Linked DNA regions of Mus musculus: all the other regions are linked to region 3. A link is a contact called in public promoter capture Hi-C data. All regions are on one chromosome and are shown on one strand. Each heading gives the region's core, a stretch centred on a gene start, on an enhancer-like site or on the middle of the called end of the contact. The rest is flanking DNA. Distances are from core to core; before and after follow the strand shown.

The links. Promoter capture Hi-C pulls out the DNA fragments that hold promoters and counts their contacts.
Region 1: a promoter capture Hi-C map of liver shows a contact between it and region 3, with 5 times the contacts expected there. The contact joins the enhancer-like site here to the promoter of Cbr3 in region 3. A contact is called at or near these places in 4 of 39 promoter capture datasets (embryonic stem cells, hippocampal neurons, liver and 1 more) and 4 of 115 datasets of contacts at active chromatin or transcription factors (embryonic forebrain, embryonic hindbrain and embryonic stem cells).
Region 2: a promoter capture Hi-C map of embryonic stem cells shows a contact between it and region 3, with 5 times the contacts expected there. The contact joins the promoter of Rcan1 here to the promoter of Cbr3 in region 3. A contact is called at or near these places in 8 of 39 promoter capture datasets (the 3T3-L1 cell line, the C10 cell line, embryonic stem cells and 2 more), 3 of 115 datasets of contacts at active chromatin or transcription factors (embryonic stem cells and large pre-B cells) and 1 of 9 other capture datasets (adipose tissue).
Region 4: a contact with region 3 is called in a promoter capture Hi-C map of hippocampal neurons, with 10 times the contacts expected there. The contact joins the promoter of Mrps6 here to the promoter of Cbr3 in region 3. A contact is called at or near these places in 5 of 39 promoter capture datasets (the C10 cell line, hippocampal neurons, liver and 2 more) and 1 of 115 datasets of contacts at active chromatin or transcription factors (astrocytes).
Region 5: a contact with region 3 is called in a promoter capture Hi-C map of liver, with 5 times the contacts expected there. The contact joins the enhancer-like site here to the promoter of Cbr3 in region 3. A contact is called at or near these places in 4 of 39 promoter capture datasets (the 3T3-L1 cell line, cranial neural crest, hippocampal neurons and 1 more), 2 of 115 datasets of contacts at active chromatin or transcription factors (astrocytes and embryonic stem cells) and 2 of 9 other capture datasets (embryonic tail and macrophages).
Region 6: a contact with region 3 is called in a promoter capture Hi-C map of liver, with 4 times the contacts expected there. The contact joins the enhancer-like site here to the promoter of Cbr3 in region 3. A contact is called at or near these places in 3 of 39 promoter capture datasets (hippocampal neurons and liver) and 1 of 115 datasets of contacts at active chromatin or transcription factors (astrocytes).

What each region holds. Positions count from the first base shown.
Region 1 is chr16:92,607,888-92,612,249 of GRCm38.p6, reverse strand. All of the region lies in intron 7 of Runx1 (runt related transcription factor 1), which reads left to right. Among named protein-coding and RNA genes, the nearest start is that of Gm30224, 14 kb to the right of the region's middle. Within about 2 kb of position 2,564, at least 135 of the 459 cell types and tissues checked have an H3K27ac peak or open chromatin away from gene starts, as enhancers often do. A contact at or near this core is called in liver, where this site is marked.
Region 2 is chr16:92,464,849-92,468,921 of GRCm38.p6, reverse strand. Rcan1 (regulator of calcineurin 1) reads left to right here and starts at 2,753. Exons shown (of 4, transcript NM_001081549.2): 1 at 2,753-3,089. The coding sequence starts at 2,844. It overlaps Gm46555 (a long non-coding RNA gene), which reads right to left. Exons shown (of 4, transcript XR_003951847.1): 4 at 3,088-4,073.
Region 3 is chr16:93,680,328-93,684,889 of GRCm38.p6, reverse strand. Cbr3 (carbonyl reductase 3) reads right to left here and starts at 1,671. Exons shown (of 3, transcript NM_173047.3): 1 at 1,277-1,671. The coding sequence starts at 1,565.
Region 4 is chr16:92,056,113-92,060,359 of GRCm38.p6, reverse strand. It overlaps Mrps6 (mitochondrial ribosomal protein S6), which reads right to left and starts at 2,024. Exons shown (of 3, transcript NM_080456.1): 1 at 1,880-2,024. The coding sequence starts at 1,924. Slc5a3 (solute carrier family 5 (inositol transporters), member 3) reads right to left here and starts at 2,038. Exons shown (of 2, transcript NM_017391.3): 1 at 1,880-2,038.
Region 5 is chr16:92,406,594-92,410,767 of GRCm38.p6, reverse strand. All of the region lies in intron 1 of Rcan1 (regulator of calcineurin 1), which reads left to right. Among named protein-coding and RNA genes, the nearest start is that of Gm29805, 26 kb to the right of the region's middle. Within about 2 kb of position 2,802, at least 11 of the 459 cell types and tissues checked have an H3K27ac peak or open chromatin away from gene starts, as enhancers often do. A contact at or near this core is called in liver, where this site is marked.
Region 6 is chr16:92,018,069-92,022,758 of GRCm38.p6, reverse strand. No RefSeq gene overlaps it. Among named protein-coding and RNA genes, the nearest start is that of Gm36905, 23 kb to the right of the region's middle. Within about 2 kb of position 3,413, at least 169 of the 459 cell types and tissues checked have an H3K27ac peak or open chromatin away from gene starts, as enhancers often do. A contact at or near this core is called in astrocytes and liver, where this site is marked.

The DNA of each region.
Region 1 (4,362 bases), core at 1,315-3,814, 1.1 Mb after region 3:
GAGGGTACTCATCAATGAACACTCAGAATGCTCCCACTCACCCCTTACAAACACAAACCCACAGAAAATGTTGCTGGACATTGTCACTTGTCTCAGCTGGGGGCATTGAGAACTTCTAGCTTCAACTAGGCCTTGGTGCTGGACTGAAATGCCAAAGCCAGCTCACTCCCATTTTCACCTGACTGGAGGCCGTCAGTGCCAGCACCTCCCTGGCAGCTGACGGTCTCCAGAATTAAGAGGGTGACATAGAAATGCTGGCATTTGTTCAGCTGGCTGTGTGTAAAAGCCTGTCCCCTCGGGGACACAGTGTGATTCCAGCAGCACCTGTCGACATTCAGACTCCCCCCCCCCCCCCCCCGAGACAATTCTGTCCATTGGCCACAGCCTCCATCTGAAATACTGTTTTCCTTGGAAATGTCCCCAGTGTGGACTTGCCCATTGAAATTTATTACATAAGTCCTTTAGCTTGGTCACCATCCAAAACGGGCACCTGGGGCCAGCTCCTCCGGCTGACCGGTGATCACATGTAAGAGTGGCTTTTAACACTCTCTGAGGATGGCGTACACAGGGATGATCCGTTTGGCCGTATCCACGTCCCTTCCTCCCTTCAACTCCCCATACCGTCTCCCTCAGAACTTCATGTCCTTTAAGGTTTTGTGTGTGTGTGTGTGTGTGTGTGTGTGTGTGTGTGTGTGTTTATTAGTCGAGTGCAGGGATGTGTGTGTGTGTGTATGTTTATTAGTTGAGTGCAGGGAGTGCCACCCATATACACATAGGACTAGGGACATTCACTACCACAATCTATCCGCAGCCACTGTCACACAAAGTAAAGTAAGTATCAGGTCTAATTCACGGCTATATGATCCGGACTTCAACAATACAAGCTAGAAGGAAAGGTATTTATTTAATAGTACAGGAAAGAGAGGGGGGAAGAGAGAGAGAGAGAGAGAGAGAGAGAGAGAGAGAGAGTTCGCCAGGACCCAAAAGTGACCCTCTGCTGCCCAGTAGGGAAGACCAGAGAATGACAAACAACTGGCATAGAGTGAGCCTCAACTTGGCAAAACTCCCTCTAGAAACCAAGCCCCGAGCACAGGCCTCAAAAGCCTGTAATGTGTTCTCATAAACCTGGGCCAGAGAGGGTAGGTAGGGTCCCTGAAAGGAAGAGGCTGTCAGGCCCACAGCTTGTCAGCCGAACTTGACCCCTCTGTGGCTGATGTGCCTTCTAATCCCACCAGTGACAGCTTCGAGTTCTGGGCTTTCAGCCTCCCCCAGCCCGACCTGCCTAGCTGCTCAGCACACACACATGCGTTCTCAGCAGACGGGCCCTGTCTGTCTCTGTCCCTTGCAGACAGACAGACTCCACACCTTGTCTGAAAGGAGCTGCCACGTGAAGGTTTATCTTTCCTCCTCATTTCTCTTCTTCCTTTATTTTACCCTCTTCCTTTTCTTTTGGTTAATTAATGTCTAGCTGCCAACCTGGGCGACAGACAGCGCATACTAATCTGAGTCACGCAGGAGAGCCTTTTAAGGCGGTCATTATCTGCTCAGGTTGTTTAATCCTTTGGGGGCAGTGGGAGGGGCCTGGGGTGGGACCTCTTTCATCCACATCAAGCTTTAGAGCCAAGACTCTGCGCTCTGTCAAGGTAGAGACTTAGCACCATAGAGGGAGAGACACTGCCAGTGAAAGTGGCTGAACCTTCTAATCCTCACACTTCCTACTTTTAAAGTCTCCCCATGAATGGGAGAGGGGGCAGTTGTCACCTGAATTGAGTGGGTGGGGGCGGCGTGCACCGGACTAGCCAAAAGAATAGAGGAGCCGTAGTTGGGTGATGTATAAATTCTGTGTGACTGCTGATGTGTAAGGAAAGAGGTTAGACAGGATTTAAAAATGAAAACACGGGGAGCTGGTGAGGTAGCTCAGTGGTTAGGAACCTTTGTTGCTCTTCCCAGGCCCCCCACATTAGCCCGCTCACAGCTGCCCATAACTCCAACTCGAGGGCATCTCTCTCCTTCCTCCAGTGTCTGCAAGCACACACACACACACACACACACACACACACACACACACACACACACATGCGCGCGAGCACCTAACTAAAAATAAAATAGCTGTAAATGAGAACACGTATTCGAATAGAGCACTTGAATTTGAACATATCTAAAAGGCCCATGTCTTTTTTATTACAGAGCGTATACAAAGCGAGACAGGGAGGGATGGAAGGAGAAGGGGAGGAGGGAGAGAGAACCTGACCTCTCGTAGAAAGACGCCACACTATCTCAGATCTTCCACATACTCTGCCCCCAGCAGCTGAGACTGTAACATTACTCCTGCGCTTATGCCCATGACAAATCACGGACTCACTCGGGATTCCGGTAACGTGGTACCATTACCACATTACCATGTAAGAACTGGGACAGACTGGCAGAGCATGTTCAGACACGGCTCTGAAACGTGGTGACCTCTCCTTCATTTTTTTCCAGTGGATTCACCTTTTTTGTCTCAGGACAAATGAAGCAAGAGGGATAATGGGCAGAGTCACTTGTTTGTGTCCAGTGTATTGCATCAGATGACAACAGGCCGATTGTGTGTGTGCCTAATGCTCTCCCTCCTGCCTCGGCTTCTCCCTAGACTGTATAAATCTAACTGGAAAAAAAAAATGGAGTAGAGCTTCCTGTTAACTCTCAAGCATGTCATGGCTCTCTGTAAGCAAAACAAGTGACACAGAGTTTGCTCATAGAGGTCCCCGGTGAGGGCGCAGAGATGAACCCTGAGGAATGAGGTGTGGCCTGCTGGCTGGAGGAGAGGCTAGAGGGCAGCCTACCAGGGCAGCCTACCAGAGCCACTGTTGGTTTACAGCCTTTGCCTGCCCACATGTCTGACTTGCTTTGAAAAGATTAACAGGAGTGTTTGTTTGAAAGTCAGACTCCTGGTTTCCTCATTAGTAGAGGGATTTGCTGCAGACTTGGGCTGTGCTTATAAACTCTAATTACCTCTCTGATGAGGAGTCTATTTCTCTCACATTCAGCCCAAATGTACACAAGAGTTCCTTTTGTAAAATCGTGTTAGAGCAATAAAAGATTATTGAGAGGGGGTGGAGGGGGAGAGGGAGAAACAAGAACACAAGCCCGAGCTCTCCGTGCTGAAATAATAGGCTTGGAACAGAAAGAAGTTGATCACAGCCCATGCCTTCCAAAAAAAAAAAAAGATTAATCCACCCGGGTAGCTTTCCTTTCAAAGGAAGCTTTTCGATCCCCTCAAGTTTCTCTCTAGCAGGCTCAACTCTGTACCTGAATTTGAGAATTTAACATTTTGAACACTTAGTTCGTGCCTCTGCCCTGTGTTGTTGCTGCTGCTGAGCCGTGCTGGTGCGAACAGTATAGTCGCAGCCTGCCCTCCTCTGACTGACAGACACAAGCTACCCGAAACACCGTCCTAACTCACTGTGGCAGCTGGTGGGCGGATGTGCATCCCTTCCTAACCATTCTCAGTTATTTCGCAATGTCTGGAGATTCTTTTGGATGTCAAAGTAGCGGGCAGGGGGTCGGCAGGGAGGCCACTAGAGGCATCTTGTGGGTAAAGAAGGAAGATGCCACCAAACAGTTATCAGTCTCCAAACACCCGCTAGACATAATACAGCCCAAAGATGCCAGCAGTGGCACTTTTGGCAAGGGAACCCTCCTGTCCCTCCTGTCCCCTGGTCTGCCTCAAAGGCAGCATGCACACGTGCCAAGTGCAGAGGGAGCCGGTGAAGCAAGGGCAGTCTGTAGAACTGTAAATTCAAAATGAATCTTGTAAAGAAAGTCTGTCATTTCTGGACAAAACAAGTTTTGCTATCCATTTGTGTTAGAAGCTAGTGAGTGACACAGCAGCTGGAGCCATGACTCAGTGGTTTAGAGCATGCACTGCTCTGGGGGATGTTGGCACCCACTTCTAGCCTCTGGGGGCACTGCACACACACAGGCTCATAACCACACAAGCATAATCACAAGTAAAATTACCTTTAAGAAGAAAACAGTGACTCAGGTCTTAGATAAAGACGAGACATGAAGTCAAATGTCTAAGGTTACTATAGATGGGAACAAGTCAGAAGGCAGAGACAGAGGCAAGTGATGTGTCAATCACCGACATTCACGTCGTCCCTACCACAACACGCACTGCACCTAATAATAGGAAATTAGCCAACTTTCAAGGGATCAGAGTCTACAAAAATGACAGTTTTCTATTATCCAACCTGACTACTAAGTGCAATGACATAATATTGTTATTATAACATACTTAACATATAATATTCTACTATCAACATATCAGTGGATGCATGACCTCAGTTATTTTAATGTTATGCCATTGTATATTGTTATATT
Region 2 (4,073 bases), core at 1,504-4,003, 1.2 Mb after region 3:
AGTGACTGGTAGCACTCTAAAACTAGCTACAGATTACGTTGTCTTTGCCACTTGCCTGAAGTTGTACCCAATTCTCCTGCCTCAAAGCTGCCCCAGAGCGCCAGCTGTGGTGGTACGCTCGACCACGGTTTCTGTCTCCACACTGTGCTCTCTCCCCTCACAGTCTTTGCGCATCAGGCCCGTTCTGCCTGCCACAGACAGCTTAGAGTGAGCCAGTAACGAAACAACGCCCTGCCCCGAGGGTGAACACAACAGACCCACCCAGCAACTGTTTGGCTGGGTGTTGTTTTTCCAAAACTGGGGCCTTGTTCCCTTTGTTATCCTTTTCAGAATGTCTGGCTGGGGATTGCAGAGGGTTCTGTGATGTTGTCCTCTCTGCTGAACTTCAACCTAGTCCCGCGTGGCCTTTATCATATTCTATTTTAGAAATACCGGTTCTGACGAGACAATCGCTTGCTGTAACATTTTCCCTTTAAAGCAGAACCAAGTGATTTTTTCCCAATACACAAGGAATCGGGCAGACATCACCACGATCAGTTTTAGTTGTGACACAGTCTCAGTCACTCCCTGTTTCCCTCCCGTCGGTCCCTGGCAGCCACCGATTATCCTGCCTCTGAGTATTTGCCTAACCTGGACATTTCACACATACATTGTGTGAGTGGCTTCTTTCATTAGCATCATGTCTCCGAGGTCCATCACGGGGTTGGCAACGTTAATACTTCTTTCCCTTGTGTGCGATCCTGGCGCAGCCACTCGCAGGCCACTCCAGTTCTCTGCATGAAGAACAGCAGCGTGAACACGGATGCCGGGAAATGTCATCGGCAGGTCTGTGTGGTGTGGCTGGATGATTTTATTTTTCTTTAGATTATACCTAGAAGAAGAACCTCTGGGTCACATGGTGACTGTAGATTTCCTTTCCCAGGAGACAGGCCTGAGACAGGTCTATTTCTCCCCATCCTCACACCCTCAGGGCTTTGCGAATTATTTCTTCTCTTCCATTCACAAGGGCATCACAAGGACCCCAGGGCCTTACACATGCCATACTTTGAATAAATCTCAGCTCTAGTTGGGTATGATAATAGATCCACTTCCTGACTAGACAGCTTGCCTACTTTAGGAGAAAACACAGACCCAACTCAACACCCCCCTAAAACTTAACTGCACTAGCAGAGGAACACTTACTGGGCGCGTACTGAATCCTTGCCCATATGGGGGATCTGCCTCGCTCTGCAGGCAATTAACAGAAAGGTGAAACCCACACGGGAGTTCTCACTCTGATGAGCTGTCCAGGCACAATGCTCACCTGAGGTCTTGTTTCCCTGTAATGAACCGCCCCCCACCAAACCAAGGCCCAATGTCTTCCCTCATCTCCTACTTCGATGGTTCTCAATCTTCCTAATGCTGCGACCCTTTAATACAGCCCCTCATATTGTGGTGACCCCCCCAACCAGAAAATTATTTTGTTGTTCTGCATCATAACTACAGTTTTGCTACTGTTCAATTGTTGTCTAAATGTCTGATATGTGGGAGATCTATACGCAAAACCCGTGACGGTTCTTGGACCTCCAAGGGGGTCAAGAGCCACAGGTTGAGACCCATTGCCCTCCTGCTACAAGGATTTGAATGAGAAATGTCTCCTGGGAAGTCTGCCATTTGAACACTGGTCCCCAGTTGGTAGTACTGTGTGGGGAGGTCTAGGGAGTTTGGCTTTCCTGGAGGAAGTGAGCCACCGGGGGCAGGCTTTGGTAGTAGAAACAGTTCACCTATCTAGTTTGTTTCTAGTTCCATGTCCCTGCTTCATGGTTGTGGCTGAGATTTGATCTCTCAGCATCTTGCCTCCGGCTGCCATACCTATTACTTAGCCACCACAATGGACACTTATCCCTCTGGGACGCTATATGGAACACTAAGAAACTCTTTTATAAATTGTTTGGTCGTGGTATTTTATCACAGTAACAGGAAAGTAATTGATACACATAGCTTTTTTTCTTTTTCTTGAGATACTAAAGCAGAAAGGGAAGTTTTTAGAGGAAAGAGAGGCAGCCAGCAGAATTGGAGAAAAGGCACGAGGGAGGGCGATGGGAGACAAAATACAGTGTTATCTGTGTATACACAAAATACACGATATATGTATGAAAATAATTATTGAAACCCACTCATTTTGTGCTAAAAAATGCTTCTAATTATCCAAAAATTGGACAGTAACATAATGACTAACACGTTGAACTATAAACATAAGGCCATATCACGATGTTACTCAAGTCTTATTTGTGATTCCGCGACAATATGCACTAAGTATCTAAGCACTGCTAACGTCTACGGAACAGAGCCTCTAACTAGATTTAGTTTAAGTCCTTAAAATTGGCTGCGTGTTTCCAAACGTCGCCGCGTGGGAACCGCAGAAGCTCTGCCTCCGGGTTACCGTTCCACAGGCTAACACCCGGCTTGTGTCCTTCAACAGGCACCGCCAGCTGTCAGAAAAGCAGAACTGGCCAGAGGCCTCTGCCCCTAACAAATATGGCCGCCCCAAGGCTTCAGGCTTAGGGCGGCAGAGTGGGTGTCACGTGACAAAAATCCCGTCGTATTATTGGTCTGCTCTATAGGAAGGGCGGGACTTGATGGCCCGAGTGGGCCGACCTTAAAGGGAACGTTCTTGGGCTCCGCGAGAGCTACGATTCGAGGCCGGCGAGCGCAGGCTGGCCGCCCCTCCCGCGCGGGGCGGAGGCGGACAGGGCGGGCACTGGAAGGCGGCGTCCCGGCGCCGCGGTGACCCCCAGAGGGTGAAGCGGGAGCCGGCGGCCGCGGCGCCGAGTGGAGCGGAGCTAAGGGAGCGCGCGCCGGGCATGGAGGACGGCGTGGCCGGGCCGCGGCTCGGAGAGGTGGCGGAGGCGGTCGAGGCACGGGCGCCCCGTAGGGTGACTCTGCGGCCCTTCGCGCCCTTCTCTGCGGCTGCCGAGGGGGACGGGGGCGGCGGCGGCGACTGGAGCTTCATCGACTGCGAGATGGAGGAGGTGGATCTGCAGGACCTGCCGAGCGCCACCATCGCCTGCCACCTGGACCCGCGCGTGTTCGTGGACGGCCTGTGCCGGGTGAGGACCGGGCCTCCGTCGGGGCGGAGGGCGGACACTTGTTGCGGGGCGCGGCCGGGGCGGGGACGGGCCGAAGCCCTGCTCCAGGGGTCTCAGACACTGGAGACGAGCTTTCTTTTGCACAGCCTACATAGTCCAGGTCGTGTTCTACGGGATCATTGAAGATCAGAAATCAATTCCTCCTCCCAAGTACCATGATTGGTTACTCAGACCTGCCCCATCTCCTTCCCAGGGTGTCAAATTTGTGTGGATTTGGGCGAGGAAGGAACAATTCCTAATGTACTCAGTGACCCTGATGGTGGCATGTCGCTCCTTTAAGGGTGAACTAAATATCCTAAAGGCTTAGGAAAGACTTTCCCCCCAACCGCATTCAACCAAAACTGGCCAATCAACCGCAAGATAATGAGCAGCCAGGATCCTCACCCAAACACTGGCTTTTCTTCCAATAGTGCAGATTGAGAACGCAGAGCGTAGTCTATTTATGAACGGTGAGTCACGTCTGTTTTCTCCGTCCTCCCAATGAATGAGCTGCACCCTTCCTTTGACAGTAAATGCAGGGCAGGGGCTAAACCCCAACGGACCATGAACAGTTCCCTTGGCCACTTCAGGTGATAATTCATCGAGCACTTGCCCTAAAGGCAAAAATGCAATTTGATTCTCTGCTGTATCTTCCGATCCCAGAACAGCCTCACAACAGAATCTTAATAAATGTGGAAATGAGTGACTGGCCAAGTGGGCAGAGCCTTAGACAATGCTGTTCCAGGATACTAGGCACCCAGACAAATGCAGTCTCACTCTGAACTGATCTTGCTTCAGACAGAAAAAGAGAGCCTGAGATCCCTAAAAGAGGTTTGAAGTGCTGGCGAGAGCTCAACCGGCAGAGAGCGATGAGAAAAGCCCCGAGCTGTGACAATTGTTGCTCTCTCTACACAGGATGTCCTGAAGCGTGTGCATAGCCATTGTAAATCCTCTCTGAAAGTAAAT
Region 3 (4,562 bases), core at 422-2,921:
ACTTTAGGACAGTCTTGCTGAGTGTGGTGATACACACATCTGTAAAGTACACACACACACACCTTTAAACTAGAACTTGATCATTCTAAAGGTCTTAAGAGCATAAGGAAAGAACTTTCTGGTCCACACCTCAAGTTTCTCATCAGCCACGCTCATGTCGCGTCTCAAGAACACTCAGTTTTGATCTTCCTGTCTCAAGCTTGAATAGGGTTCCTGGAGGTTGGGAAAAGATGCTCTGGTGAGGCTGGTGTAAGACCTCAGCTTGTGTGGTGGGGCAGCTGCTGCTCAGATTTGCATACACATGGCCCACATTTAAGTATGAACCTCCAGGGCCATAATTCACCAAACCTTCCATCCGACAACGCTGAGAGTGGCTGAGGTGGTGAGCTCGCCCCTCCCCTTCCCCAAAGCCCACATGCCAGAGTTTGGAAGTGCGGGTACAAGGGTGTCTTGGCTCTCACGCAAGGCGCCTATGGGTGTCCAGGGCCAACTGGAGAGTTTTCGGCTGCACAATAGTCTCCCTCCCTCGTTAGTCTCCGGCTCTCTCAGCATTTTCAGTGAAGCTGGAATGTTTGTTTCAGTTCCAGCACATGGCAACTGGATAATTTTGCTAATTGGACATTTGTTAGAGTAAGCGATCTTGTTTTGTTTTTTTGGGTTTTTTTTCCCCTAAAGGAAGATGATTTCCAAACCGCACTTGCAAGTTTAATAACAAACCTAGTTCCCCGAGGAGGAGGGAAGCAGAGCTCGCTTCCTTTTTGCCAGAGCCTCTCAAAACGCTCCATTAAAGCGGGTAGGAAACCCACTATCGTGCCAGGGCGCTAATTGTGTCCGGGCGACCCATTTCCTGTCCTCAGCAGATATCTACTGGCATCTATGAATTCGCCCTTGTTTCACGCGAAGCGAAAGCTCCAACCCTATTTTTTTGGAAGACCCTTCTCTGAGAAAAGCCTTCGTGCGTGGGACAGAAAGCTGATGAGCTTGACAAGGCGTGGTCCCCTCCCAAGAGACCGGTTTTCTTCCAAACAGGCGCAGCTGAAAGTTCCAAGGAGGGCCTCCGGCGGAGCACAGGCCCGCACAGGCCGCCGGCCGGGTCGGGCATGGAGTGGGGTGCCTGGGCGGGCCCGCACCCGAGTCACCGCACGGGGGAACTCGCCACGCAGAGCGCGAGCCGGGTGCACCCAGGCGGGATGGCGCAGCCTCCGGATCCCAGAGGCTCACTGCCCAGCACCCTCGGAAAACCCCGGGACACCTCCTCCTGGAGCCCCACACCTACTTCTAAAGGCGATGCCCGCGTTGTTGACCAGCACGTTAAGTCCCCCGTACTCCTTGCGCAGAAAGTCGCGCAGCGCACGGATGCTCTGCGGGTCGTCGATGTCCAGCTGGTGGAAGCGTGGGCTCAGGCCCTCCGCCTGCAGCTGCTGCACCGCCGCGCGGCCCCGCGCCTCGTCCCGCGCCGTGAGCACCACGTCCCCGGAGAATTTCCGACACAGGTCACGCGTGATCGCAAAGCCGATGCCTTTGTTAGCCCCAGTTACCAGGGCCACGCGGCTGCAGGACGACATGTCAGAGGGACACACGGACCACCTGATGGCCGGGCCGGCTGGGCAGCGGGTCACGCGTGGTCAAAACCGTGGCGTAGGACTAGATTCTGGGACCCGGCGCTGCGACTGCTAGAGAGCAAGGCCTTGAGAAGCCTGTCCCTCCCCTCTGAGGAGGAGCCGTCTGTTCCCGAAGGGTCCGCCTCCTCCCGCTCGCCTGCCCGCCCGCCCGCCGGCCAGTGTAGAGATCCTGGTTCCGAGCTAAGCAGTGGTCAGGGACAAGCGCTGCTCCCAAAGGAAGGGGTCAGCAGGACTCGTGGCAGTCGGATTGAAACAACTATTTTGGGGAAACTTCAAAAGGAGGAAAACAAATGCTCCGTAATTTTCTTGGGCGAGAACCCGTCGTTCTCTGCAGAATGCAAATGTTTGCTTCTGCGGAACTCGCTCTGAGATTACTTAACACACCCCGCGGTTTGCTCAGGGACTTCAGGGAACAGTGCCTGGGAGTAGACTGAACAGGTGTGGGCGAGCCCTCGCGGCTGGAGGTCTCGGTGCGCCCCCACGTGGGAGAGAAGGCTCATGTTTATCGAACTGTTTTGAGTAGTACGGGAGTCCTCAGTGCCGGTCTTTGGTTTATTCCAAGTGTACTGGGTATGCAGATAGATCTGCATTGGTCTCAGTCTATGCGAGTCATCTCCCAAGGAGATGCTGAACCTACGAACAAAATTCCAGGCGTGTCTAAGTGTGGGCACGCAATCAGACCTCCTCCCTTCTTGGGTGGAATCGAGTCTGTGCTGATCCTACTTGGCTAGGGATTGTGAGGTTGAAGGACAATTAAGTCCTCACTCACAGTGATTCAGCGTTTCCCGAGCTGATCCGGCCAAACTGCCTTAGCCTCTTATTACGGACTCCACCTTCTGTTTCAAATGAGGTGAGGAAGGTGAGCTCTGTGGGGGCCTAGCCTGCCTGTGATGTTAACTTGAGAGGATCTAGGAGACAGACCTCTCTCTCAGCCTGTCTCTGAGGGAGTTTCTCAGTTAGGCTGACTGGGGTAGGAGGCCCACCCTAAGCTCAGTACCGTTCCAGGGACTGGGATGCTGGACTGAATGAAACGGAGAAAGTGAGCTGGGCCAAGGCTGTGGAGCTGGCTCCGTGGGTGAAGGTTATGAGGACTAGAGTTCAAATCCCCGCTCCACACAACGTGGGGCAGTGTGGCTGCTGTGTGACCCCAGAAGCAGGATTTCCGGAGGCGAGCTGATTAGCCAAGTCTGCAAGGTCTGGTTCAAGTGAGAGACCCTGCCTCAAAGAATCAGGAAGAGATGAATAGCAGAAGACATTTGTCAACCTCTGACCTCTGCATACACGGGAACCCCGCCCCCTTCCTCCCAACCCCCACACACAGTTTGACCATCTGTCTTATGCTCATGTGGTTAGGACCCCACAGTGTTGGACTCTCGAACTGTGAGCCAGGATAAACCCGCTCTTAAATCGCTTTTTCTTTGGTTATGTGATCAAGGCAGCAATGGGAGTAACATTTACAGAGTCCGGGACAACTTTTTCTGCTTTCTCTCCTAAAGACCAGTGGGGAGTTCAGAGTGTAGTTCGGTGATGGAGCACTTGCCTAGCATATCCTTGTGAATGAGAATTCCTGAGAAGAAGTTGTGCCTGGCTGTCTACAAGACTCCTGGAAGGAGTTCTGTGCCTGAAGAGACTGAAGGACAGGCTGCTGTGGGGAGACTGGGATTCTGCAGGTTCAGAGGTTAAGTATCTTGGACTAGGTTTAGCTTCTGGAACAACTTCTCCTTGTCAAATCTGAGCCAACATCTCGTGATAATAAATAAAAGCCTCTTAGATGCTACTGACGCGGTGGGACACTGGCTTCCAGCAATCCGAGAGCTAAGAATGTCCTGAGGTAGCATCTTGGGCCCACAGAACAGCTCCGTCTCACTGTACCTGCCTCTCTGCTGTGCCCATCCATGGATTTCAAAGATTCATGACATCCTCTGGGAAACTATAAAACCCTCGGGAAAGTGCTTCTGAGTTGGAACATAAATTGGGGATCCTAATTCTGTGTTTCCAGGCCGTGGTCACTCAAAATGCCCCCAGGATAAATTTCTTTAGGATCAGAGCTGAGAGCAGGTGGTGGTGGTGCATGCCTTTATTTCCAGCAATTGGAAGGCATGGGCAGGCAGATCTCTGACTTTAAGGTTGGCTTAGTCTACAAATTGAGTTCCAGGACAGCCAGGGAGGGTTACACAGAGAAACCTTGCCTGGAAAAACAAACAAGCAAAACCCCAAACCAACCAAACAAAAAGGGTGAGAGCTGTGGCTTTTATGTCAATGCCTGGGGGGAAATGGAGACCTGTGTTAAGTCCATACTCTGAGGCTGGTGAGATTGCTGTGTTGTGGACATCCAGCAGCAAGGATTTCATAGGACACCAGGACACCTCTCAAGTAGGAAGTTGTTGGTGAGGGTGTGGTTCTCTGTGATTATTAAACAAAGGGGGAAGGCACTTGTCACCAAGCCTGATGAATTGAGTTTGATCACTGAGGTCAACAAGGTAGAAGGAAAGAATTGACTCTTGCAAGTGATCTGGAACCTACACACACACACACACACACACACACACACACACACACACAGGCACACACACACACACAAGCACACAGAGACATGAAATAAAACAAAATATATATTTTTAAAGGAACATAATACTATTGTTTCTCCTCTCTCCCTCCCTCTTTCCCTCTCTCCCTTCCTCCCTCCTTCCCTCCCTCTTTCCCTCTCTCCCTTCCTCCCTCCTTCCCTCCCTCTTTCCCTCTCTCCCTTCCTCCCTCTTTCCCTCCTCCCAGTCTGTCTCCCTCCCTACTAAGACATGCACTCTTTTGCTGGCCAGCCTGACCATGAGTTCAGCTAAGGATGACCTTGAACTCCCGTCTACATCCTGCTGGAATTATAGGCACTTACCGCACACTGTTTCTGATTTTTCAAATTCTGATACAACCCCGGTGCTTTGTTTG
Region 4 (4,247 bases), core at 775-3,274, 1.6 Mb after region 3:
ATCAGGCATCCAACATGCATCTCAGAACTCTGTTTAGAAAGCCTTCCCGCTACAAAAGCTAACTGTCCTAGGTGGGAGCTGTGGCTTCCTAAACACCTGCTCTAGGTGTTCAAACCACTGTGCCATTTTCTTTTAAAACAAAGTGCATTTTCCTTTACACCCACAAGTACATACCCTGTAAGAATTCAGTTTTCTAAAGCTGAAAGCAAAAAAAAAAAAAAAAGTCTAGTCTCTGCACATCTTTACTTGTTTACAACCTTCTCAAAGTCAGAACGAAAAACCGAGGGTTGTCATTTTATCTAGTTTCTTTGGGTCTGTAAGGATCTTCACACATCTTCCACACTATGTTTAAGCACCTCTCTTCCGTCTTCACTCTTCTCTAAGGTGCTTTGAACCTACCCTCAGGCCAAGATTTTGAGCAGGTTACACCCGACTTTTGAATCAGAGTGAACACATATTCACATCATGGTAAAATACATTTAGCCAGTGTACTGGGCAGCCATGCTAAGCAAGAGTCTCTCATTCAAAGGAGTGCAAAGGGTCACTGCTACCTCACACCTTGAGGGAATGAATCTTGGTGGTCACATTTTTTCAGTTTCTAACATTACCTAAAAAGTATAAAGGGAGGCTTAAGTAATTTCCATTTAATCAGAAACAGTCCCTTTTTAATACTTTCTCGACCCTGACCCCTCTGTTGTTCCTATTCTTTTAACTCTGTAAAACCCAATGAGGAAGGAAGGTAGATAAAGTATTACCCAGAGGTGAGACAATGTTCTCCCGGAGCCAGGGAGTCAGTAAGCTTGGGGGCACAAACTTCAGGACCATCAGGTGGCTCTGGTGTCCTTTCCAAGCCAACCCTGTACAAGGCACACCGAACAATCTCCTCCTGCTGCCTGACTGTTAGCTGTTCACCAGAGCCTAGCCCGTGACCCCTGGCTTAAGTTGATTCAAACTGAAGCCACTACTTGAAATTGACCCAAAGCCTACATGCCCAGGGCTAGAAGAAAGCTGCTTCCAAACGCTCAAAAAAAGGACAACGGTTGCTTTTGTTTTCTTTTAAACTGTACCTGCTAGGGAAGGAGAGTGCGTGAAAGCACACTACATTACCGAATTCTCTCAGAAGAATGGGGATTTCAGCGACGACTGACTGACTCAGAACATAGCTGCCTCCGCCGGCCGCCGACCCCAGTCCGTGACCCGGCTGCTGGTGGTTTATCATCCCTCCAAACCTGAAAGTCCCTACCTCCAGATCAATCAAAAGCTGGGGGAAGGCATGTCTTCGGAAACACAAGCAAGGCCACAACTTGGATGAATAAAACTGGGCTAAGGGCACCCGGAGCAGGATTTCCGCTGGAGTCAGAAAAAGAAAGGTCAAAAGATTTTTTTTTTCTTTTTGGTGTGATAGCGGTGACAAGTGCGTGGGTACACAGCCGGCACTGGCGGGCTTTGGAGGAAGGCTGTAACTGATCGCGGACGCTGAGGGCAGGCGATCGGGACCAGCGGCCGGCGGGGACGACGAGCAGCTTCTCGACGCGTGGGCGCAGAGCGGGGCTGGCCTGGGTTCTCGCGCGTGTGTCCTCCCGCAGTCCTTCCATCGGACTCCGGAGAGCCGGGGTCCGAGGCCCGCCCCGCCCCCTGCTCGGCACACCCCCTCCCGCGACCGCGCACACGCGCGGGCATACACACCCCCCGCCTCCCGCGCGCACGCGGCCGCGCCGAGCGCCTGACCCACGCGCCACCCCCCCACTTTGCGCCCGCGACCACCCGCGCACCGCGCGAGAGGACCCGGTGTCCAGCAGGCAGGACACGCGGGACTGGGAGGCCTAGAGGCGGCGGGGCGCGCCCGCGCGGGAACTCGGTCTGAGGGAAGGTCACTTACCCGCCGCATGGCTTTCAGAATCAAAGCCAACTCGTAGCGGGGCATCGCCCAGGTTGGCGGCGCCGAGTCCAGGAGAGCCGGGGTCGCGAGGGCGGGGACGCGGGGCGCAGAGGAAGACGAGAGAGGAACACGGCCGGTCAGCTCCCGGACGGCGAAAGCACCGTGCGACCCCGCGAGGCCGGGTTTAAAGGCTCCGGCAGCTGCGCAGACGGCTCGCCCCGCCCACCGAGAGCCCCGCCCACCCGGCACCGCCCCGCCCCTCTCCCGGAGGGCGCCTTGCACTTGCACCTCAACGGCTTCCTGCTTGCCCTCCCGGGCCGTGTCTGTGTCCCCCGAGCCTGCGGAGCGTGGACACGGTCTCGAGCAGCCCGTCGGAGGCCGTCTCCTCGCTCGGCACGCACCCGCTCCCCGCCGCCTCCGCGCCTACCAACCTTGGGCTCTGGAACCCGGTGGAACTTTCCAGGCCTCCCCGCCCACCCTCCCTTCCCGGGTGCTAGGCGAGCGAGTGCGCGTGCGCCGCGGTGCGGTGCGGTGCGATGCGGTCTGGCTGCTGTGTGCCCCTCGCCCGCGTCTCCAGGGAGGAAGGCGGGGTGCTAAGGAGTGACTGCTGCACCAAGCCGCAAAGAAACAAGCCTGGAACCGAAGGGCTATGTAGGCATTTGCTGTGTGTGCCTAGCCTGACCCAGAAGCAGGTTAATGCTTCGACTCTCGCCAGTTATTCTTTAAATATTATCCTTGCTTTTCTGGTAAAGGAAACTATGGATTCCCTGAAACACAGGAGTAAGGAGGGGCTTCGTAGAGGGTCCCAGGTCCAGCACTCCACAGCGCGCGCGCACACACACACACCCATACACGCACATATAGAGCTAACTCGGGACTCCCCTCCTTCTGCCCCTGCTCCTGTTTCTTAGCTCTGGAAGGCACTAATTCCGCTGCAATGGTTGTCTTCTGCTCCCACCTTACTCCAACTAAAAGGGTCTTTAAGTGAAATGTTCTTGTAACTTTAAAGTGCTCTAATAATAATTTACTAATAATTTACTGAGGGCTTACTGTCTGTAGCAGGCACGACACTGAGGCTGTTTGTTCTCACTTTAGCTCTGTGAAGCAAATCGTACTACTCGCCCTATTTTAGGTATTAGCAAACAGAAAAATGCAAGGATAATTTAATTAGTCCAAGGTCAAACACAAACGCGTGGAAAGAAAATTTTGTGTCCAGAATGTCTGAAGAATAGTTTCACTGCCTACACTTATGAACCTCACCCCGTCCCCCATCTTACAGGCCAAGATGTTGGTCTTACTCAGTGGCGTTGGACGTCTTTGTAAAGCACACATGGAGACTATCTTTGTCACCTCCTCCACAGACCAATCTCCACAGAAGATTATGGTTTTGAATACAACCTAGGATACCTGGTTTTTTTAACATTTTCATTAACATTTCAAGGTTTGTCCTGTGCCCTTCAACACAAACTACAAAACCACCTACTTAGCATCAGCCACACACCTGGTTGGTTGGATTGTTTTGTTTTGGTTGTTGTTGGGGGTCTTTTTAGTTTGTTTGTTTTGGTTGGTTGGTTGTTTTTTGTTTTTAAGCAGCATGCTACCAAAAAAAAAAAAAAAAAAAAAAAAAAAAAAAAAAAAAAAAAGACACAGAAGGAAGAAAGAATTTCTGGACATTGAGACGAGAATTCCAGATCTGTGTGACATCCCACTTAAACTGTCCTTCCTGTGGCCCAGTTTAGGAATGTGAAGATAAGAGTCTCACGTGGTTGAGCCAAGCCAAACACCAAGCAACACCCTGAGGTGACCAGCCTGGACTGCCTCCCGTTGGAAGCACCACAGCTTTTCCCTGATACCCAGGGACCAGTGAAGTCCTAGTTCTCTAGACAAATGGGGTGAGGAAATTAGCCTGACTGAACAATGCCTCAGGGCAGACAGCACCCCACAACCCTCCCAAGCTGTTGGCCACCCACAGACTCATCCCATTTCTTAACGTGGAAAAGAAATCAGCTATCCTAAGTCCCCCGCCCCTTTCAGAGTTTTAAATAAGTGGCTATGGCTTTGTTAATTTTATTGTTAAAATTAATGCTGATGCAAATTGAAATTTATCAAAAATAATTTTAAACTATTTATACTGTTGGGTAAGCATGTAGAATCATAAGCCATTTCTATAGTATTTAATTTATTGATCTTTAAAAAATATCTTTTAGGATCTTGGGAAAAAAGATCTAATACGGTAGATACGTAAGATTTTATTGGCCAGAGGTTTTGGCTAATTTTCAAGTAAAGCTTTCTGAGGAGTCATAGGAAGAGAGAGTAAAGGCAAAAGTTGAAATCCAAGGTGCTCTGGTCAGTTCATCCCCTTGCCATC
Region 5 (4,174 bases), core at 1,553-4,052, 1.3 Mb after region 3:
AACTTGGAATTCCCCCATCTCAGTCTCCAAAGGCTTGGGATTACAGGCCCGTGCCACCGTGCTAGAATGTCTCACACTGAGTCTGATCTCAGGAAGAGCCAGGTCCCTTTGAGAGGCTCCCCTGCATAATCTCCAGAAGTGACTTCATCTAATCACAGAACAGAAGCAAGCCTTCCTAGTTAAAGCTCCAGGAAATGCAGGCCATGACACCAGGTGCCACATTAGGGTTTCTCCCTACTGCAGTAGAAGAGGCATAAATCACATTTCCCATAGGCCCCATTTCCCCAGGTAGTGGCCATGATGCTTGCTAGCAACTGATGTCTGAGAAGAGTACTTACTTCTGCTGACTGGACAAGCATTTGGCTTAAACTGTTCTACCTCACAGAGAAGGGAAGTGCAGCTGAGAGCACTTCAGCCAGCACACGAGACTACTACCTCACAAGTACTGGACAGTCAGCCTGGGTCTGGGCCAGTCATGCCAGAGTCTAGCTGCAAATCTCATTGTGTACAACCTGGCAAGCTGCAGTTGACGAGGAACTGCTAGTGGGAAGGGCTAGAGCCTGGTCATATCCAGGCCTTGGCCACTCAGCATGCTAACCTCAGAACTACCCATCCAGACATGCACACCCTTAGTCCCAACACTGGAGAGGCAGAGGCAGGCAGATCTCTGTAAGTTTAAGGCCAGTCGGGCTATATAACGAGACCCTTCCAAAATAGAAGCGAGGTCGGGGTATAGAAGCGATGTCTCAGTTCTCGTGAGCACCAGCTACTCTATGGTTATGCCTTCCACACACAAAGCTCAGCAAAGCCTGCTCTTGAATTCACACGGGTGGAAAAGCAGTGCAGGCTGACCCTCCGTGCTTGCTTCCCATCTGATTAGCTGCAACTCTTGCCTCGTGAGCACGGCTGGGAAAGGCCCCCTTACTGTTGCTGCAGAAGGATGAACGTTCAGTGCTTAAAGAGAAAGCAGTGAGTGTTACTCCCGAGTTTCCATCTCTGCAGAGGCATCTTCCTGGATTTTGCTTGGCCCAGAGGCTGCACGGAGCCTCTGTTACATTCCAGATGCCGCACATCGCTTACATTCTAAGAGCAAGCATCCTGAAGCGTGTACATGGCTTTTTACCTTTCCAAGTGAGTGAAGTAGATGAGCTTTTCAGAAAAGCAGCTGGCTTCTTAGATTCTGCATGAAATATCAGCTTTTCAGATAGGAATGAGAAAAGCAAAGATGTATTTTTTTCCTATCCATTTGAAATCTAACCCTAGTCTCAAATCTTTTATCTACAGAACGTACTGTCGTTGCACTGGTTGACTGAGTTGGGTTCATCACCTAGTGGACTTAGCCTTTGTAGACCCCTGTCACCTCATCCCTGAACACCTATGCATCTCTTTAGAGTCTCACGTGTGCACATTCATGTGTACCTACATGCCTGTGGCAGTCAGAAGCCAGCCTTGGATACTCTTCTGTAGCCCCTTTTCCAAGGCAGGGATTTTTACCGCCCTGTTGCCCAGTGGGATAGGCCAGCCGGCCAGTGAGCACTAGCATCCATCTCTCCCCACCACCCAAGTGCTGAGATTACAAATGTGCATCACCACGCCCAGCTTGGTGTTTGTTGTTTGTTTGTTTTGTTTTTCTCTTCTCATCATGTGTTCTTGGGATTGAACTCTGATCCTCATGATTGCTAAGTGAGAACTGTACCAACCAACCGAGCTGTTTCCCAGTCCTTCCATATTCCCTTGTCACCCAGCCTTCAGTCCTGTCTTCCAAGCTGCAGTGCTAACCCCTGTATGTGGACAAAAATTGTGCCGTAGGCATTTGGAGCCCCTAGTAAACTATTGGGTCCTGTACTGCACCCTTGGTAATGGCTGAGTGTTTTCTGACTGATTTGGCTGGGAGCTACTGGAAGGAGTTACTATGCATGCATCCCCCCTACAGATCTCCACAGAGACTGTGACTGGGGCTCTGTGCCCTTCAGGGAATGCTTGCGAAGGAGTTGCAGTGTTCTAGGGTACATAGCTTGGTCTCCCCTTAACATTAGTGGAAGAAACCAATCATCATGTAGTGAGTGCTAAGAATCTCGGGTTCCTTTACACGGTGTGTGATGGAGCAAGCATGATCCCAGCATGCTGTGCTCCTTAGTTCTTATTGACAATTTGTCACAAGCTAGCGTCACCTGGGAAGAGGGAACCTCAACCGAAGCATTGTGTCAATCAGATTGGTCTGCGGGGCACCTCTGTGAAAGGCTGACTTGATTAATGATCAAAGTGGGAGTGCTCAGCCCACTGTGGGCGGCACCATCCCTATGGATGTGGGCCTTGGCTTCATAAGCAATCTAGCAGAGCAGGAGCCTACAAGCAAGACAGTAAGCAATGGCCTCCATGTTCTCCACTTCCATTTCTGCTTGAGAGCCTGCCTTGACTTCTCTCAGTGAAAGATTGTGACCTGAAATAAACCTTTCCTCCACAAGTTGCTTCTGGTCATGCCATTTATCACAGCAACAGAAAAGCAAGCTAGAACGTGCACCAGGTCTTTAACAAGTGATGGTCGGATGGAGACATTGATCATTTTCTTCCTTAGAGACTTGAAAGCATGACTGATGTAGGTCCTGGACTTTGGGCCCTGGGAGTTTTCCTCTGCAGCTGACTTCTTGCCTGGAATTTTCCCTTTAGCAATACATTCCTTTGGAGTTGAGACTTTGATCTCCAGAATTTGCTGATTAAATACAAATTCTCTTGGAAGGCCTTGTACATTAAACAGCTGTTATCATTAGTGCTGTAATGGGGAAAGTTTGTTGGGTAACATTCCAGACTTGTTAGAAGGGTGATTCCAAGGAAGGAGCCAGGCAGAGAGAGACAGAGGCAGAGACAGAGACAGAGACAGAGGCAGAGACAGAGACAGAGACAGAGATGATCCCAGTGCCTTAGAGAAGTGGAAACAGAGATGAGCAGGGAGAGATTCAAGAGCAGAGCCCACACAGTGGCCCCTCCAGCCCAGCGGGTGTTAGACCCTCACTGCTGGCCTCACACTGGTGTCTGCGGAATGTTCTGTGCTCTGAGGTCTGCCCACACTTACGCAGAGCCTGGTCCAGCCACCTACGGCACATCACCCGAGAGAATCAAGTGACCGTTCCCTGGCCCCGATTGTACTGCAGACACCTCAGCCAATACAGTTCATTAACTAAAGATGGTTCACAGAACAGGTTTTTGTTGTTGTTGCTGGTGTTGGTGGTTTGGTTTGGTTTGGTCTTTCTGTGTGTCTTTTTTGTCTTTAGTAAAATAAATAGTTCTAGTAAAATTTTGGTTTAAAAACGGGATTTTTAAAAAATCAGTAGCGAGCAGGGCATAGTGGCGCACGCCTTTAATCCCAGTACTTGGGAAGCAGAGGCAGGCGGATTTCTGAGTTCAAGGCCAGCCTGGTCTACAAAGTGAGTTCCAGGACAGCCAGGGCTACACAGAGAAACCTTGTCTCGAAAACAAACAAACAACCCCCCCCAAAAAAACAAAAACAAACAAACAAAAAATCAGTAGTTAAGCAGTCGTAGCACACGGCTTTAATCCCAGCACTTGGGAGTCAGAGGCCGGCAGGTCTCTGAGTTCAAAACCTGTCTGGTCTACAGAGAGAGTTCCAGGACAGCCAGAGCTACACAGAGAGACCCTGTCTTGAAAAAGAAAGACAGAAAGACAGAAAGAAAGGGAGAGAGGGAGGGAGGGAGGGAGGGAGGGAGGACAGAACAGAAGGAAGACTAGGGGAGAAGGAAGGGAAGGGAAGGGAATCGAAGGGAAGCCAAGAGAAGCGAAGGGAAGAGAAGCGAAGGGAAGGGAATCAATGACTGACAATACAGAATAAAACCACCAGGCATGGACTGGGCTAACAGCTCAGTCTGTAATGAACTTGTCTTGCAAGCATGAGGACCTGAGTTCAATCCCCAGAAGCCACACACAGCAAGCTGGGTATGGTGATGTATGCTGTGAGCCTAGGACTGGGTGGGGCAGAGCCCAGTGGATCCCTGGGACTCTGGCTAGCCAGCCAAACCTACTTACTGAATTTCAGGCCAATGAGAGTCCTTGTTTCATGACTACAAGGTGGTTAGGACCTGAGGCACTAACTACAGCTGGTATTATGTCTGTGGTCTATGCACACATACATGTGCACCCATGTGAACACACACAAGACCAA
Region 6 (4,690 bases), core at 2,164-4,663, 1.7 Mb after region 3:
ACTTGGCACAGCTCTGGATCTTCTCTTGCTTGAGAGAGCTGCCTGGACTCTCCTCCTTTTCCTCCCCAGCCCTTTGCCCTCTCCTGCCTGGGGCACCATTTGCTGTGAAAACTGAGGCTCCTTTCAATGGGGCCTCTTGTGACTTCCTTGTTGCAAAATCTGCGGACACTTTACCTTCCTGGATTAATTTCTTGGGGCTATGATAATAAATGATCCCAAACTAGGTGGCTCAAAACCGTCGAAAATTATTCTGGCACAGTTTGGGGCCGGGGGAGAGGGTTGCAGAAGTCTAAGCAGGGCCTGAAGGATGCAGCTCCCTGCATGGATCTAGACTAAGACCTTTGCAGCTGAGCCCCAGCCCCAGCCCCAGCCCCAGCCCCAGCCCCAGCCCCAGCCCCAGCCCCAGCCCCAGCCCCAGCGTACAAAGCTGTGTCCAACTTCTTATGAGAACACGAGTCATCAGATGGGCTTATCATGGCCTCCTGTACACGTGGTTATATCTGTAATGCCCCTTTCCCAGCTAAGGCCACACTCACAGACAGCCAAGGGCAACACTTAGAACATTCCTTTGGGGAAACCACCTGACTCACACTGAACTTGCCCTGGCATGCCCCTCTCTTCTTGAGCTACCCTGCTCTTCCTTGATAGCTCTAAAACTTGCCTATTTTCTTCCTTAGTCTTCCTCCCCGCCCCCCTTGCTTATCCTTCTAGGAAAAGTTTTTTGATGGAGTTTTCCCTGGGCATACCCTTTTCTCAGTTATCTGGACAATTCCAAACCACCCAGTTGTGGTTGCGTATCTCCCAAGGGTCCATGATTGGAGGCTTGGTTTCCAGGGGCCCAAGGGGAAGGCAGTAGGCGGGGTTTTTTAAGGTGGTGGGAGGAGCTAGTGGCCCAGCTCTGGGTTATTGTGGGGTATTCTCAAAGGGAAGTAAGGTCAGGGCCGTCTGGCTCACTCACTCGGCTTCTTGGTGCCCTCTGTGATCTAGGCTCCACCAGCTGCCCCGTGCCATGAGATCTTCACCAGAACTGAATCCACACCATGCCTTCGAAGTGCCAGGAGTGTGAGCGAGAGTAAATCTCTCCTCTCTACTGAGTCGGCTGCCTCTGGCATTTCATTGTAGGAATACAAAACATTGGTGCAAGAAGGCAGTAGAGTTTTCTGGAAAGCCACACGTCCCTGTGGCTTTGATATAACAGATGGGTATAGGCTGACCCACCTGTATACGTGCTCACAAAACATTTAGCTATGCGACGGTTTATTTTGATTGTTAAGTTGATAGGATTTCATATCACTGTTACCGACAAATCTCTGGGCACCTCCGTAAGAGATTATCTAGACTACTTAGTCTAGATTAACCGAGGTGGGAAGACGGTCCTTAATCTGTGCTGTTCTAAGTGCTGGGGTCGTAGCTTGAACAAAAGGAAAAAGGTAACTGAGTGGAAGTCTCTGTCACCGTGTCTTCTGACTATGGGTGAAATTTGATGAGCAGCCTCACAGCTGCCACCATGTCCCCTCCATGAGGGCTTCCCCCAGAGGGACTTCCCTCCAGCCTTGAGCTAGAGCAACCCTCCCTTCCTCCAGTTGCTGTGGTCAGATATTATGCTACAGGAATGAGGAAATGAATTAATACAGGACGGATGGGCCACCTAAACCCTCTCCATTCTTAACCTGTCCTGCCTCCTCCGCAGGCTCACCTTCATGAATCGCACCATCACCCATGCTGCTCCTTGACTCTGACTCTGCTCTTCCTCTCCTCACAGAGCCTTCTCTCTCCGTCGTTCTCCGCTGCCAATCACTATGGAGGACCGTCCACTCACCTGGACATGAACAGAACTTCCCCGTTTGTGAAGAAACCAGGTCTCACCTTCCCTTCCATAGCTGGTTATTTGAACGTCCTTTTGACCCTCAGGATAAAAATTTGCAGCGCCGGGCGTGGTGGCGCACGCCTTTGATCCAAGCACTCGGGAGGCAGAGGCAGGCAGATTTCTGTGTTCGAGGCCAGCCTGGTCTACAAAGTGAGTTCCAGGACAGCCAGGGCTACACAGAGAAACCCTGTCTCGAAAAACCAAAAACCAAAAACAAAAACAAAATCAGATTTGCCAACATAGCCTTCACGATGCATGCAGCTTACCTCCCTCCATCTCTCCACGTTCCACCCACGTGTTACCACCCACGCCAAAGCTGCCCACTCACAACTTGAGGGGGGCCGCGGGGAAGCGGGGGGGACGACGACGACGACGACGACACTTGGTCTGCCATTAAATATGCCCTGCTCCTTAGTAGTGCTTACTATATGTTTGTTGAGCAAACACATCAATTGGCAACTTAGGTCATTTGTCATATAAAACTGAATGGTACCTATAGTGATGGACTTCACGTTCTCCACCACTGTCCTGTTTGAGAAAGGCAAGATCCCTGAGGCCTTCAATCAGGTTTGTCACTGACAGACTTTCAACCCCGGTCCTCACATCTCCACAAGCAGTAAGCTTTCCAGAGAGCTCTCCTGCCTTCCTTCACCAATGTGTAAGCTACTGCTATTCTGGCTGAAGTGTGTGTGTTCAGTTTTCACTGCTCTACCCTGGGTCCCATGGATTCATCACCGCAGAAAGTGGTTACCAATTGCTAACGCTGACTCAAACACACACGCACACACACACACACACACACACACACACACACACACACACACGTGAGATATTTTAGAACCTCTGATGTAGCCGCTTCAGTTTGCTCATGTTCTAAAGCTATTTTTCAGGACATTTAATGCTCTCCTCCAAGTAGGCATTTAGCTGATCCACTCAGAGGACCACAGAGCTGAGATCAATTGAATGACTTTCTTCTCTGAGCTGTAGTTGCCTCCTCAATATGTTAATTTTACCCTGTGGGGTTCCTAAAAGAAGATGGCAGGAACTAGTTAGCAATAATTGAAATCTCCATCCACTGGTCGACCCACACTTGATAATTTGTCAGTCAGTTGAAACAAAAGGAGCCAAGTATGAGAAAACTGAGGAACAAACGCTGCCTTGTGTGGTGCGGGGCTGGGCCACGGGGTGTACCGATGACCCCACCAGAGTCTCCCTTGCTTCGAGCTTTGATGGCTTGAGCCCCCGCTGTGCTCACTCGGTGAGGTGACGATGCTGGGCTGGCGGCGGAACTTGGTAGTTTTCCACTTTGGGCTCTCAGGGCTCTTATCCTCTTTGGCTCTTTGTCACTGGGCGCCATAAAAAAAAAAAAACAAAAAAAAAAAAAACAAAAAAAAAAAAACCGCCCACTGCAGGGAACTAAACGCTGCTCCTGCCACCCACCAACCATCGGCATGTGAGGAGGATTTGCGAGTTCACATACTCGGTCCCTTTGTTTTCTCGAGTTTCTGTCTCCATAAGCACCTCCGAGCAAGCAAGCAAGCAAGCGGAACTGCTGCTCTGTGGCTTTTGTGTTGGTGGCTTCCTTCCGACCTCCACCCCGGGTCCTCAGGCAGCAGAGTTAACTATTTGGATGAAGAGCAGTTTGTGGAATGGATGCAAAGACAGCAAAAGTCAGCCTGGATGCTTTGCAAGGAGACAGGGCTTTGCGTCCCTCAGACTGAATAGAAGAGACAAGGGATAAACATTTTTGTCTTTCTAGGGGGAAGAAGCTTTCTCAGGGAGTTAGAAACTCCTGCAGCTCACCCTGCTCCTCATGATACCTGCATCCTGCATCCTGCTCCCATTTTACAGGGCCCCTAGAAACTTCCATTTCCCTCCATTCTTCCGATTCAAAGAACACAAATGCTTGGGCGCCTTTAGGAGGTGGGTTCTTTAACCACCACAGTTCCTTGCAATGCAGAAGAGAGAAAAGAAAATTCTCTGCAGTAGTTTTTCCTTTCTGTTTGAGAACTATGGAAAATTTTTACTTAGAAATAAAAGCTAGACAATTTTCTTAAGATGAAAGACAACAAGACACCCTTAGAAACAAACTTCAGAAGGGGAAAAATGGTACACTACTACACCTTTTTAGAAATGTCTCTGGGGGACAGTTGAGGCAGGGTCTCTTTACATAGCCCTGGCTACCCTGGAAGTCACTCTATAAAACAAGCTGGTCACAAACTCACAGCCAGCTGCCTACTTTTGTCTCCCAAGTACTGGGATTAAAGGTATGTGCCACCATAGCATCTAATATAATAAAAGCAAAGGGTTTTAGTTATATGTATATCCCTCTGTACTGGCTAGTTTTGTGTCAACTTGACACAGCTGGAGTTATCACAGAGAAAGGCGCTTCAGTTGAGGAAATGCCTCCATGAGATCCAGCTGTAAGGCATTTTCTCAATTAGTGATCAAGGGGGAAAGGCCCCTTGTGGGTGGGACCATCTCTGTGCTGGTAGTCTTGAGTTCTATAAGAGAGCAGGATGAGCAAGCCAGGGGAAGCAAGCCAGTAAAGAACATCCCTCCATGGCCTCTGCATCAGCTCCTGCTTCCTGACCTGCTTGAGTTCCAGTCCTGACTTCCTTTGGTGATGAACAGTAGTATGGAAGTGTAAGCCCAATAAACCCTTTCCTCCCCAGCTTGCTTTTTGGTCATGATGTTTGTTAGAAACCCTAAGACACCCCTAGAAAAGTATCCCCTTGGCCTCAGTGTCACAAGAAAAAAAAATTAGTCAAACAAATGTAAGCAAAGAATTCCAGGAACTAACTTGCTTCCTGGAGGCTAACC